2 separate regions of the Sus scrofa genome follow, and region 1 is linked to region 2. The links are chromatin contacts, called in public HiChIP or PLAC-seq maps. All regions are on one chromosome and are shown on one strand. The core of a region is the stretch at or near the end of the contact, and the rest is flanking DNA. Distances in the headings are between cores, read along the strand shown.

Evidence for each region. HiChIP or PLAC-seq counts read pairs in DNA pulled down with a chosen protein or histone mark.
Region 1: a contact with region 2 is called in an H3K27ac HiChIP or PLAC-seq map of alveolar macrophages. The contact joins the enhancer-like site here to the promoter of ZNF251 in region 2. A contact is called at or near these places in 3 of 5 promoter capture datasets (fetal liver, fetal skeletal muscle and liver), 5 of 47 Hi-C or Micro-C datasets (alveolar macrophages, embryonic fibroblasts, epiblast stem cells and 2 more) and 1 of 2 datasets of contacts at active chromatin or transcription factors (alveolar macrophages).

The regions. Positions count from the first base shown.
Region 1 is chr4:258,608-265,756 of Sscrofa11.1, forward strand. It overlaps ARHGAP39 (rho GTPase-activating protein 39), which reads left to right. Exons shown (of 13, transcript XM_003125457.6): 7 at 574-1,135. Among named protein-coding and RNA genes, the nearest start is that of C4H8orf82, 13 kb to the right of the region's middle. Within about 2 kb of position 5,569, at least 1 of the 83 cell types and tissues checked has an H3K27ac peak or open chromatin away from gene starts, as enhancers often do. A contact at or near this core is called in alveolar macrophages, where this site is marked.
Region 2 is chr4:184,485-191,309 of Sscrofa11.1, forward strand. ZNF251 (zinc finger protein 251) reads left to right here and starts at 2,205. Exons shown (of 6, transcript XM_021090452.1): 1 at 2,205-3,012; 2 at 3,125-3,157; 3 at 3,414-3,546; 4 at 3,843-3,950; 5 at 6,747-6,825. The coding sequence starts at 3,010. LOC102158405 (a long non-coding RNA gene) reads right to left here and starts at 2,084. Exons shown (of 3, transcript XR_002343681.1): 1 at 914-2,084.

The sequences.
Region 1 (7,149 bases), core at 4,319-6,818, 77 kb after region 2:
TGTGTGGGGCAAGAGCCCTCCTCCTGACAGAGGTGGTGGGAGCCCCCGAAGAGTACTGAGTGAGGGGCTGTGCGAGGGCCGAGGCCGTTCCAGAGATGAGGGGAGGACTGTAGCCCATGGCCCCCCTCGGGGCCCACAACTCCATTCAGTATCTTTGCTGGGGAGAGGGGCACGGGGCAGGGAGGACAGGCAGCCCTGTGAGCCCAGAGAGACCTGTGTTTTGCTGTCCACCGTTGCACCTGGGTATCCCGTGGGTGCGTGGCTGCTCTTCCCGTCTGAGCCAGCTGGAGCCAGATGGCCCCAGCGGGGCTGGTAGGAGGCAGCGCCCTGCCCTACCCACGCCAGGTCCTGGCCTCCTGCCTCGGGGAGCACCCCCCAGCACACTCCCCTGGGGGCTGCAGCCACCTGAGAAGCTGATGCACCCACCTGCGGCTCCTTCCACCCCCAGAACCGAGCCGGACCTCAACCCTTGGTTTCTGGCCCAGGGTGAGCTCCCCCAGAGGGTCAAGGCAGAGGAGGGGTTTCTCTGGGTCCAGCGGGGCGTGGCCCCTCACCACCTCTCTGCCTTCCCAGTCTGAAGACCTCGGCACCTGCGCCCAGTTTGAGAGCAGCCGGCAGGCCCGCAGCGTGATGCCCAGTGCCAGCTGCGTGTTCCCCACCTTCACGCTGCGCAAGCCATCCTCAGAGACCGACATCGAGAACTGGGCCTCCAAGCACTTCAACAAGCACACGCAGGGCCTCTTCCGGCGCAGGGTGTCCATCGCCAACATGCTGGCCTGGAGCAGCGAGTCCATCAAGAAGCCCATGATTGTGACCAGCGACCGCCACGTGAAGAAGGAGGCCTGCGAGGTCTTCAAGCTGATCCAGATGTACATGGGCGACCGGCGCGCCAAGGCAGACCCGCTGCACGTGGCCCTGGAGATCGCCACCAAAGGCTGGAGCGTGCAGGGCCTGCGGGATGAGCTGTACATCCAGCTGTGCCGGCAGACCACGGAGAACTTCCGCCTGGAGAGCCTGGCCCGCGGCTGGGAGCTCATGGCCATCTGCCTGGCCTTCTTCCCACCCACACCCAAGTTCCACTCCTACCTGGAGGGTTACATCTACCGGCACATGGACCCCGTCAATGACACCAAAGGTAAGACCCCCTGCGGGGGCCGGGGCCCCTGGGCTCTGCCACCAGCTCGAGCGAGGGCTGTGGTGAGAGCTTCCTGCCAGTGCGGGGTGGCACCTGGCAGCAGCAGGGACGTGAAATTGAATGTAGCCTCTCCAGGCAGACACACGTCCCCAGGGCCACCTCCTGGGTCGCCATGCGGATGTGGGGTCCTCAGGGAGCCCCTTCTTGGCATCGAGGCCCCGAGAAGAGCCACAGGCCATCACAGCATAGAGTCCTTGGCCACAGGCTGTCAGGTGGGGGGACTCTGCCAGCAGCATCCACTCTGTTCTGAGGCCACGAGCCTGATCACCCTGGAGGCCAGTTGGCCTGTGTGCAATTACTGTTTTTGTTTTCAGCCATCGTGCAGCCTGAAGGCTGATCACCCTGCTCTGGCCAGGTTCATGCCATCCTGGTGGCTGTCTCGGTGGGGGGTTCCTGAGAGCAGGGAGGGGCCCGGGTGCATGGCCCAGCACTGCGTCTGAAGTGAGCAGCAGGCCATTGGGGCGCTGTGAGCTGAGCTGGCCCCGAGCTGCCCAAGGGTCAGAGGGCAGGACTGTCATAGGAGTCCGCTTGCTGGTGGCCACGTGGCGCAAAGCACAAGGCTGTATCTGCCTGGGGCTCCTGGAGGTCACATCGGGGCCATCTGGGCCCAGCCCCCTTGAAGGCGGACTCCAGGCCGTGGGCCTGCCAGCCAGGTGAGCTTGTCCTAGGCTGGTCAGAATGGGGTTGGGGCCAGGGCCGTAGGCAGCATCTGCCGGTGCAGCAGCCCCCCCCCCCCCCGCCCGCCATGCATGAATGTCCTCCGGGCACAGCCATGGAGCCGACATCTTGACACACGTGTGCACGCTCACACTCGCGCACTCTCACAGCTTCTGGGTCAAACGTGCCACAGATCGCTCTGTGGGAGTGGCCATCCATGCTGGTCTGGCCTGGGCCGTGCCCCAGCCCAAGCGTGAGGGGCCAAGGTGTGCGTGCACCCAGGGTTGAGGTTTCAGGGCAGTGGCGGGTCCCAGGAAAAGTGTGAGAAGCAGAAGCTCCATGCAGCAGGTCAGCCATGTGGGCGCCATGAGCTCACTCAGGCATGCAGGTTTTGAAGCAGACAGGCCTCCTCAGGCAGCTCCCTGCCACGTGGAGACCCACAGCCTGTCTTCTTAGACCTTTCCAGGAGCAGATGGGCCCCACTGGCTTCAGAGTTCACTGAGACCTCTTCCAAAAAGGCCTGGAAATGTCACTGCCCTGAGCGACAGGCTCGGAGGTGTGTGGCCACCGCTCAGCATGCAGCCCTCAGGGCTCGGGAGCACCTGCTCAGCGGAAGGCGAGTGGGCGTGCATGGAGGCCGGATGCTCTAGGCGTCCTCATCCTTGACCAGGGCTTCCCTGGGGATTGGATACTGTCCAGCAGTATCAGGACACTGCCATCGGCACAGAGGTTCATGTATCTTCATCCAGCCCCTGTGCGGCAGGGGCCAGACTGAGAGAGCCCAGGGTCAGCCTGGGCAGCGGTGGTTTTGAGGCCCAGGTGGTCTCAGAGCACCGTGAGGTCTCTGCCCTCAGACCACACTGGTCTGCGTGATCCCTCCAGCTGGACCTGAGTCTGCCTCAGGGCTGTGTGACGATCTGGTCTCATCTCTGTGGCCCAGGGTTGCCCTCTAGCCAGAGCCCTGTCTCCAGCCCTGAGACCCAGCCCTTGGTGGGCGTCTAATGCCAAGCCCTGCTCATCGCTGAGGCCCGAGAAGGGCCTCCACTCCCTCCTGCCGGCCCTTATCAAGAACAGGGGTGCTAGCTCTTGGTCAGGCAGGCAGGCCTCAGCAGCTCAGGAAGACAGCCCGTGCGTAGACAAAGGAGACAGAGTATGTCCTGGCAGTGACAGCGAGGGGGGTTCTGAGCCCGGCTCTGTGTGCGGTACCTCACCCTGAGCCTCGCTGCCTTCCTTGGCCTCAGACGCCCTTGATTTGTCTGCCAGCACCTGTGTGACATCTGCTGTGTGGTCGCCACCCCAAGGGACCACACAGTGAACCCCAGGCCGCCAGCCTTAGCCTCGGCTTACGCATGGTCACACTTTCGTGCCAGCCACCACCAATTGACTTCACTGTTTGTTTCCGATGGACCTCCCTGAGCAGGCTCTCAGCACAGGCGTCACAGGGGTGCTTGGTGGTGGACACAGCAGACTGCAGCTTTCCCATCTGCTCCCCAGGGAGCACGTCAGGAGACTGAGGGCGTTCACTGTGTGTGCATCCATGCATTCGGCACAACCCAGTTCCTGGGCAGAGACGGCAGGCTGAGCACATGCGTTTATCTACACGCCACCTTGATCTCATAATGAAGGAACAGCGAAGGAGGTTCTTAAAGGCAGAAAAACAAAAACCTCCCAAGGGAATGTAAAATGATACAGCCACTATGGGAAAGAGAATGGCAGTTCCTCAGAAAATTAAAGATGGAATTATCATAGGAGTGCCTGTCATGGCGCAGCGGAAACAAATCCGACTAGGAACCATGAGGTTGTGGGTTCAATCCCTGGCCTCGCTCAGGGGGTTAAGGATCCGGTGTTGCTCTGAGCTGTGGTGTAGGTTGCAGATGTGGCTCAGATTCTGCGTTGCTGTGACTCTGGCGTAAACTGACAGCTGTAGCTGCAATTAGACCCCTAGCCTGGGAACCTCTATATGCCACCAGTGCGGCCCTAAAAAGCAAAAAATAAAAAGAATTATCTGGAGTTCCCTTCATGGCTCAGTGGGTTAAGGATCCAGTACTGCTGTGACCTGTGTTATAGGTCGCAGATGCGGTTTGGATCCTATGTTGCTGTGGCTGTGGTGTAGGCCAGCAGCTGTAGCTCCAATTTGACCCCTAACCTGGGAACCTCCATATGCCGCAGATGCAGCCTTAAAAAGATAAAAGACCAAAAAAAAAAAAAAAAAAAAAGAATTATCATAGGATCCAGCAATTCCACGTTTGGGTATATGTCCAAAATAATTGAAAACAGAGACATGAACGGGTATTTGTACATCCATGTTTATAGCAGCATATTCACAACAGCCAGGAGGCAGAAAGCAACCCAAGTACCCATCGATGGATACGTAGATAAATCAAATGTGGTCGACGCAGACTGCGGAACATTCCGCCTAAAGAAGGATGGCAGTCCTGGCACAGAGTACGACATAGATGAACCTTGACGACTTTATGCTGAGTGAAATAAGCTAGACACAGAAAGACAGGTACTGTATGAATCTACTCATGTGAGGTCCCTAAAGGAGTCAGAGGCACAGAGACAGAATGGTGGGTGCCGTTGATGAGGGGGAGGGAGAAAGGGAGAGTTATTTTGTGATGTGTACAGTTTCTGTTTGGAAGATGAAAAAGTTTTGGAGCTGAGTGGTGGTGGTGGTTTCACATTAATATGAATGTAATTAATACCATGAACTGTACAATTAAAAATGGTTAAAATGGCAAATTTTATGTTATGTATATTTTATTACAATAAAAATTTTAAAATCCATCTGAACAAAAAGTATGGAAGAGGAAGAACAACTCTGTTTTGGAAACTGAAAAGCACATGAACAGTGGCTGGAAACTGACTTGGCAGACCCGGAAAGGTGGATTTCCACATAGGTGGTGGAGAAGCTAAGACACTTAAGTAGGTAGCAGACGCTAAAAGCTCAGCAGTACGTGGAGCCAGCTTCTGCCGGCAGTGGTGTGGCCGTGGGAATGACCCTGGTGCTGAAAACAAAAGAAACAAAGTGGCTACCATGGAGTAGTGGAAGTTAAAGACTCTGGACCCAGAACGCCGGGACTCAGATCTCAGCCATGTTTTCAAAATAGGCCATTTTCTGAGCCATAAAACAAGTCTCAATAAAGGTCAAAGAATGCAAGTCATAGAAAGTGTGTTCTCTAACCACAGTGGAATTAAGTTGGCAATCAGCAGCACAGCTACCTGGAAAATCCCTGAGTATTTGGAAACTAAAAGACATACTACTGGGAGTTCCTTTTGTGGCTCAGCTGGTTAAGAATCTGACCAGTATCCATGAGGATTCAGGTTTGATCCCTGGCCTCACTCAGTGGGTTAAGGATCTGGTGTTGGCGCAAGCTGAGGCATAGGTCACAGATGCGGCTTGGATCTGGTCTTGCTCTGGCTGTGGTGCAGGCTGGCAGCTGCAGCACAGCTCTGATTCGACCCCTAGCCTGGGAACTTCCATATGCCACAATCGAGACCCTAAAAAGAATGCACACAGAAAAGAACATGCTACTGAATCAGGAGTTCCCAGGTGGCTCAGCAGGCTAGGGATCCAGTGTTGTCACTGCTGTGGCTCAGGTCGATGCTGTGGTGTGGACTTGATCCTTGGCCCAGGAACTTCTGCATGCTGTAGGCGTGGCTGGAAAAAAAAGAAGAAGAAGAAGAAGATACTACTGAATAATCCGTGGGTTAAATTAAAGTGAAAAGGGAAGTGAGAAGGTTTTTTGAGGAGTTCCTGTTGTGGCTCAGCAGGTTAAGAAGCTGAGCACATCAAAAAAACAAAACAAAACAAATGGAGTTCCCGTCGTGGCGCAGTGGTTAACGAATCCGACTAGGAACCATGAGGTTGCGGGTTCGGTCCCTGCCCTTGCTCAGTGGGTTAACGATCTGGCGTTGCCGTGAGCTGTGGTGTAGGTTGCAGACGCGGCTCGGATCCCGAGTTGCTGTGGCTCCAGTGTAGGCCGGCGGCTACAGCTCCGATTCGACCCCTAGCCTGGGAACCTCCATATGCCGCGGGAGCGGCCCAAAAAATAGCAAAAAAAAAAAAAAAAAAAGACAAAAAAAAGAAGCTGAGCAGTATCCATGAGGATGCTGGTTCCATCCCTGGCTTCGCTCAGTGGGTTAAGGAGTTGCTATGAGCTGTGGTGTAGGTGGCAGATGCAGTTCAGATCTGGTGTTGCTGTGTCTGGGGTGGGCCAGCAGCTGTAGCTCCAGTTCGACTCCTAGCCTGGGAACTTCCATATGCTGCTGGTGCAGCCCTAAAAAGAAAAACAGGAGTTCCCATCGTGGTGCAGTGGTTAACGAATCCGACTAGGAACCATGAGGTTGTGGGTTCGGTCCCTGCCCTTGCTCAATGGGTTGACGATCCGGCGTTGCCAGGCTCGGATCCCACGTTGCTGTGGCTCTGGCGTAGGCCAGTGGCTACAGCTCCGATTCGACCCCTAGCCTGGGAACCTCCATATGCCGTGGGAGCGGCCCAAAGAAATGGCAAAAAGACAAAAAAAAAAAAAAAAAAAAAAAAGACAAAAAAAGAAAAAGAAACAAAAAAGGTATTTTGAAATTTAAAAAAAAAAAATAGTAAACAAAACACATTAAAATTTGTGTGCTGCATGGAGTTCCTGCTCTTTGCAGTGGCTTAAGAATCCAGCTGCAGCAGCTCAGGTTTCTGCAGAGGTGCAGCTTTGATCCCTGGCCTGGCACATTGCGTTAAAAGACCTGGCATTACCATAGCTACAGCATAGGTCGCAGCTGTGGCTCATTCAGTCCCTGGCCTGGGCACTTCCATATGCCATGGGTGTGGCCATTAAATGAGCTGTGGCTCATTCAGTCCCTGGCCTGGGCACTTCCATATGCCATGGGTGTGGCCATTAAAAAAAAGTTTGTGTGATGCAGCCAAAGCAATTCTTATAGGGAAATTTGTAGCACCTAAATGTTCGTATTAGGAAATATCTCAAATCAATGATCTCATCTCCTACTTTAAGACACTTTAAAAAAAGAGCAGAAATTATGCCAAAAGTAAGCAGAAGAAAGGAAATAAAATCAGAATAGAAATCCATGAAAGAGGAGTTCCCGTCGTGGCGCAGTGGTTAACGAATCCGACTAGGAACCATGAGGTTGCGGGTTCGGTCCCTGCCCTTGCTCAGTGGGTTAACGATCTGGCGTTGCCGTGAGCTGTGGTGTAGGTTGCAGACGCGGCTCGGATCCCGCGTTGCTGTGGCTCTGGCGTAGGCCGGTGGCTACAGCTCCGATTCAACTCCTGGCCTGGGAACCTCCAT
Region 2 (6,825 bases), core at 955-3,454:
CTTTTTCCTTTTTCGGCTGCACCCTTGGCACACGGAAGTTCTCAGACCAGGGATCAAATCTGAGCTGCAGCTGGGAGCTACACCACAGTTGTGGCAACACTGAATCCTTAACCCACTGCGCCGCAGAGGGGAACTCCTTTTTGCACATTTTTATGTATGCTTATTAACCAATGACCAAAAAGGGTTTGTTTGTTTTGGACCACATCCAAGGCATATGGAAGTTCCTGGGCCAGGGATTGAATCCATACTGCAGCAGCGACCTGGGCCACTGCAGTGACAATGCTGGACACTTAACGCACTGTGCCACAAGGGAACTCCTAAAAGTTATTTTTAAAAAAAGGATAGTAGGTCCATTGTGTCAATTATCTCTGAGAGGTAGAATAAGATGAACACTAAAATATGCGTCAGAGTTCCTATTGCGGCTCAGTGGTAATGAACCTGACTAATATCCATGAGGACATGGGTTCAATTCCTTGCCTTGCTCAGTGGGTCAAGGATCTGGCATTGCTGTGAGCTGTGGTGCTGCAGCTCTGATTTGATCCCTAGCCTGGAAACTTCTGTATGCTGTTGTGTGCCATTAAAAAAAAAAAGAAGGGGAGTTCCCATCGTGGCTCAGTGGTTAACGAATCCAACTAGGAACCATGAGGTTGCAGGTTCGATTACTGGCCTTGCTCAATGGGTTAAGGATCCAGCGTTGCCGTGAGCTGTGGTGTAGGTTGCAGACGCGGCTCGGATCCCGCGTTGCTGTGGCTCTGGCGTAGGCCGGTGGCTACAGCTCCGATTCGACCCCTAGCCTGGGAACCTCCATATGCCGCGGGAGCGGCCCTAGAAATAGCAAAAAGACACACACAAAAAAAGACGAAAATTAATTATAATAACATGATAACTTAAAAAAATAATAAAACGCACGCACTGGTTTTAGCAAAAGGGAGGTCATTAGTGCAGGGAACAGCTCTGTACATTTCCACACTGGCCATGTGGCCAAGGCTGAGTTGCAGCCTGAGCTGAGTCTTGGCAGAATGCCGGAGGCTCCCTGGAAACAAAGGAAGACAATCAATCTTGTAGAATCAACTGTGATGCCGTCTTTACTGGACTTTCCATTTTGTTTCCCTTGGGGTACAGCTGCAGAGCAAAGCTGCCTGGAGGTAGTTTGGTTTGGAGTTGATGCCAAGCAACAGAGGAATCTGCTGTCTGTGCTTCCTGTCATCTTGTGGGTCTGAGGAGCCTAAGAAATAAATGATCTGTCATTTGTGCTCCTTGCTGAGGGAATCTACAGAAATGTGGTCGTGATCCTGTCACCTGCTGTGCTGTTATGCATGGACTGTTTGCCCGGCAATTGGCAACCCTATAAGCTGGAGGTGTATCAATTCAGAAAGCCTCAGAAAATAAGGCAATCAAATATGTACTTTGCAGTCTTAAAACTAGAGTGATGTGCTTCCTTTCAGCCTTTTATCCTTTTATCCAAGTGCTCACCCAGTATTTACAGAATGCTTCCTACGCTCCTGCCGCTGCTGTAAGGCTGGTGGTTTCCTAGTGGACAAAACACAGCACTAGTACTACCTGATCTCATGGGGCTGCATACTCGGCTGCATTGATTTCAAGACTGCTCATCAGACCCCGCCAGCAGCAACACACTCTCCAGCCTGGCAGCGTTTTAATCCCGTGTGACGTCTCTGCACGGTGTTTAAAGTTTTGGATATCCTCCTGCTACCTGACTGCCTCGAGCTCAGACCTGAACCGGTGGCCTGATTCCAGCAGCGCGTCTGGAAGACAAGAGGGTCCTCGGTGTCACCTAACGTCCCTACCCTTACCCCGTCCCTTCCTCCTCCGAGTGACAGGTGTGATTTAAACACCTTCACTCTGCGTCCTTATTTGCGAGCTTGTGCTCGTTACCGACAGGAACGCAGCTGAGTGAGCCCCGCCGCCGGACTGGAGCGATCCGGCGACACGTGCGGCCCTGGAGACGGAGAGGAGGGCAGAGCGGGTCCGACTCGAACCTCCGCCCAGCCCGGAGCCAAGAGCAAGGCATAGCGGGACGGGTCCGCTGAACCCCGGCCGCCCGGAAGGGCGGGGCCGGGACCACGCGGCCGCTTCCGGCCGGATCGTCCCCGTGGGCCGTCCTGGGGCACCGGCTGCGGCGCCCTCCGCGGCCACCCGGCGGGGCGGGGCGTCCTGCGCGTGCGCAGCGCGGCCCGGGCGGCCCTGCCCCGCCGCGGGCTGACCGGTGCGCGCAGGTGTGCAAGCCGGTCGCGTGCGCTCGCCTGGGGCGCGAGCCTTAGAGGGGCGCCTGCCGGCGGGGCGCGCTCTAGTGCGGTGGGCGGGCCCCGGGGACCGAGGTGCGTCCGGGCGGAGCTTCGGGAGGTTTCAGCCAGGGTCGCGTTGGCCAGGGGCCGCCGCGCGGAGCTTTCAGGGGAGGCCTGCCCCGCGGAGCGTCGGCACCCAATGGCCTGGGGGCGCCGGAGAAGCGGCGGGCTGTGCCTGTAGCCCCGGGCGGCCGGAGCTCGCGAACCCGAGGAGTCACCGGGCCCGCAGGGCTGGGAAGAGGTCGGAGGGGAGTCTGTTGGCAGAATGAGGAAGCGACCGCAGCCTGGCCTAAGGAGCAGCCAGGATTGGGAGGCCGATTTGGAAGCTGGGGACCAAGCGGTGAGAAGGACGCAGGCTTCCAGCTGCACCCTCAGTAGCTCAGCCCACCCGGCCGCCCAGTCCTCTCATCCTGTTGGTGGGGTGCGGTTCTTTGCTTCAGGTTGTCCTGGGACGCTGGGTCACTGGAGCTGCCAGCTTGCACCCTCACCTCCCGGCCCCACTGGGCCCACGAGGGCCATTTGGGCCCTTGCTCCCCCATTCTAGGGAGTTTCAGTGGGATTCTGGCCAGTCCGACTCGCGTTGGCTTGTGATTGCCTCTGACCCGCAACGTTTATGAGCGACTTTACGCGTGGCCCCAGGAGGCCACTCCAGGAACCCAATTCTGCCGTCCTTCACCAGGCCCTTGGAAGCTAATGGAGTGACTGAATGGTATTGAATGGGTCTGGGTGTGGGCCTCTGCCCCTTGACGGTGAGCTGGGGGAGGCCGGGCCAGGGCTGCCCCCTCAGGTCCCGAGTCTTCCCTAAGATCCCACTCCCCCAGGATGGCTGCCACACTTGGCTTCTGGCGCCCCAGGTGAGTTCACCTTCCTCCCTGTCCTCCCCCCTCTGGAGCGGTGAGCCCAGCACGCCGAGAAGCCAGGAGCCCTAGCACCCCAAGGACAGGGCTCTGGGATCCAACCCCCAACCCCCCCCCCCCCCCCCCCCGCCAGAGGGCTGCTGGGGGACTAGCTGGGTCTCAGGACGGAAGAGGGCAGCTGGCCCTCTGGCTGACCACCACAGGTCCACCCAGTGGGCACAGCCCCGCGGGCAGCACCCACCTGTCGTTGCAGGAGGTGGTGCCGCTGACCTTCCAGGACGTGGCTGTGTACTTCTCTTGGGAGGAAGGGCGGCAGTTGGGCCCAGACCAGCGGACGCTATACAGGGACGTGATGCTGGAGAACTACGGGCACGTGGCCTCGCTGGGTGAGGCTCTCCGCCAGCTCACGGTGGGGCCTCTAGGGAGCTGGGGACGCTGCTTGCCAGTTTGGAGCTCAGAGAAGAGGGTCCTGCCCCTCGTCCCCAGGTTCCAATCTGGTCTCTGCATATTCCTCATGCGAGTGCTTGCCTTTGTCTCAGTTCTAGAGACTTCACTTCGAGATGCCCATAGCCACCTGGGTCCCCTGACCAGGGAATTCTTCTTCCGTGCTCATTCTCAGCCCTCCTGCCCTGACCATGCCCTCTCCCCTGCGCACACTCACCCAGTGCCTGCCCCTCCACAGGACTCCCTGTGTCTAAGCCAGAGCTGATCTCCCAGCTGGAGCAAGGTGAAGAGTGGTGGGTGCTGGGTCTGCTACGAGCTGAGCAACAGGAGGTTTTGAGCAGGACAGGTGAGAGGGGGGTTGGGGGCTGGCTAGGGTGATCTCCCCAGCCACCTCCAGAGCTAGAAGAGGGGGCTGGTTGGGTGAGGAGCCTCATTCCCAAGTCCTGGGTGTGATCTCAGGCAGACATTGCACAACATGTGCACTCAAGCTCGTGCACACCTTTTTTTTTGGGGGGGGGTGTCGGCTTGCTCTTTGTGTATAGGCAATTTTGTTTTGTTTTGTTTTTGCTTTTTAGGGCCACATCCAGGGCATATGGAAATTCCCAGGCTAGGGGTCAAACCAGCCTATGCCACAGGCACAGCAACGCTAGATCTGAGCTGCCTCTGCAAACTACAGCACAGTTCATGGCAATGCCAGATCCTTAACCCACTGAGTGAGGCCAGGGATTGAACCCTCATGCTCATGAATATTAGTTGGGTTCATTTCCCCAGAGCCACAACAGGAACTCTGTGTGTTGGCTAATTTTGGAGTGGAGATTCTGGATTGTGTTATTTTTCTCTGAAGAGTGTTGTTTTTCTTTGTTTTAACAGCTAATTTTCATAGCTGAGCTTAAACTGAAAACTCTGGTGCCTTCAGGTCGCTTTTCTTAGCTGGGCCACTTTGAGTCTGTTCTGTGGGGGGGTGGTTCTGGGGTTGGTGATGCAGGTGTGAAGAGCTTGGGGCTGCTTTTCTGGCTCTGTCCTTCCTCGGAATCTCCCATTGTCTCTGGAGTTCACAGTGCCCAGCTCCCATCTCTGGCTCCTGGAGCCAGAAGTGCCGTGTGTTTTACTCCCTGTGCCCCTGCCTCTGCGCATTGTCAGTGTGTACTTAGCCTCAGGCTGGTAGCCAGGGCAGGGACTTAACCTGTGGGACTGTGCACGTCCACAGCGCACAGTGACTTGGCCATTCCAGCGCCTTCAGGTGGTTGCCTTTTGTGCTTTGTCCCCGTTTATAGCTCTTCTCTGCCGTGGGGGGCCATTCCAGCAGTGTGTTTGTCATCATACTTAGAAGCAGGAACCATATGTGGCCTTTATGCTTGAAAGATAGCCTGGCTGGACCTAAAACCCTTGGCTCACATTTCTTCTTTTGAATAACTTGTAGATCTGTTCCGCAGTCTTGTGGGACCAGATAGAGCTGATACCATACCACTTTCTTTCCTATTTATAGATGAATTGGTTTCCTCCCCCAAGTGTTCCTCTAATTCCTCTTTTTTTTTCCCTAGGGTTGCACAACTTCCCTAAGCTGCTTATGTGATCATTAAAAACAAACCAAAACAAAAAAAGGAAATGTGTGTTGAATTTTATTAAAATTTTTTTCTTTATTTTAATTTTTTTAGGGCCGCACCCACAGCATATGGAAGTTCCTAGGCTAGGAGGGTCAAATCGAGCTGCAGCTGCTGGCCTACACCGTGGCCATAGCAACTCAGAATCTGAGCTGCATCTATGACCTACACCACAGCTCATGGCAACACAGGATCCTTAACCCACTGAGCGAAGCCAGGGATCGAACCCGCAACCCCATGGTTCCTAGTCAGATTTGTTTGTACTGCGCCACAACAGGAACTCCTTGTTAATGTTTTTTGTTTGTTCGTTTTATTTTTTTTTCATTTTTTCTTTTCCTCGTGTTTGTTTTTATAATGATTTTTATTTTTTCTATTATAGTTGGTTTACAGTGTTCTGTCAATTTTCTACTGCACAGCAAGATGACCCAGTCACATATATGTATACATTCTTTTTTCTCACATTATCATGCTCTATCATAAGTGACTAGATATAGTTCCCAGTGCTATGCAGAATCTCATTGCTCTTGTTAATGTTTTATTTAGGGTTTTTGGGTTGATAATTGTGAAATTAACCTTAAAATTTTCTTTCTCACACTGTTGTCAAGTTTTGGTATCAAAGTTGTATTAACCTCATGAAAGGAGTTTGAGCATGTGTTATGTCTTTCTATGGGCCATTAACCTGCTATGCCACAGCAGGAACACCCAAGATTTGGGGATTTTTTCTTTGTTTGTTTGTTTGTTTTCATTTTTGGTGGTCCCATGGCATATGGAGCTCCTGGGCCAGGGATCAGATTGGAGCCACAGTCATGACCTAAGTCACAGCTGCAGCAATGCCAGATCCTTAACCCACTGTGCCAGGCTGGGGATTAAACCTGCATCCCAGTGCTCCTAAGACACTGCCAATCCTGTTGTGCCACAGTGGGAGCTCCCCAAGTATTTTTTAATTTAGGCATGTACATTGTTTTCTTAGACACAATGCTGTGGTACACTTAATAGAATATGGTATTGTGTGAATATGGCTTTCGCATGTACTAGGAAACCAAGAAATTGGTGTGACTTGCTTTATTGTGACACTTGCTTTATTGCATGGTCTGGAGCCACCTGGGAGTATTGCCAAGGTTGTCTGTATTCTTCTAAATTTATTTATTTATTGTCTGTACCTGAAGCATGTGGAAATTCCCAGGCCATGGACTGAACCTGTACCATAGCAGTGACAACACAAGATCCTTAATCCACTGAGCCACTAGGGAACTCCTGTAGCAGCTTTTAATAGATTATGGATTTTCTTTCTTTCTTTTTTTGGTCTCTTTTAAGGGCCACACCGGCAGAATGTGGAGGTTCCCAGGCTATGGGTCATATTGGAGCTGTAGCTGCTGTCCTACACCACAGCAACTCCAGATCCTTAACCCACTGAGCAAGGCCAGGGATTGAACCCATGTCCTCATGGATGCTAGTCAGATTCGTTACCAGTGAGCCACAACAGGAACTCCTTTGGATGTTATTTCTGATGTGTGTTTCTCCCGTTATGTTTTGTGTAACAGATTCTGTGATTGGGACTGAGAAGGAGTTATTCATTCTAAACCAGAAATGTTCTGAAGAAGTGAAAACACCAGAATTGAT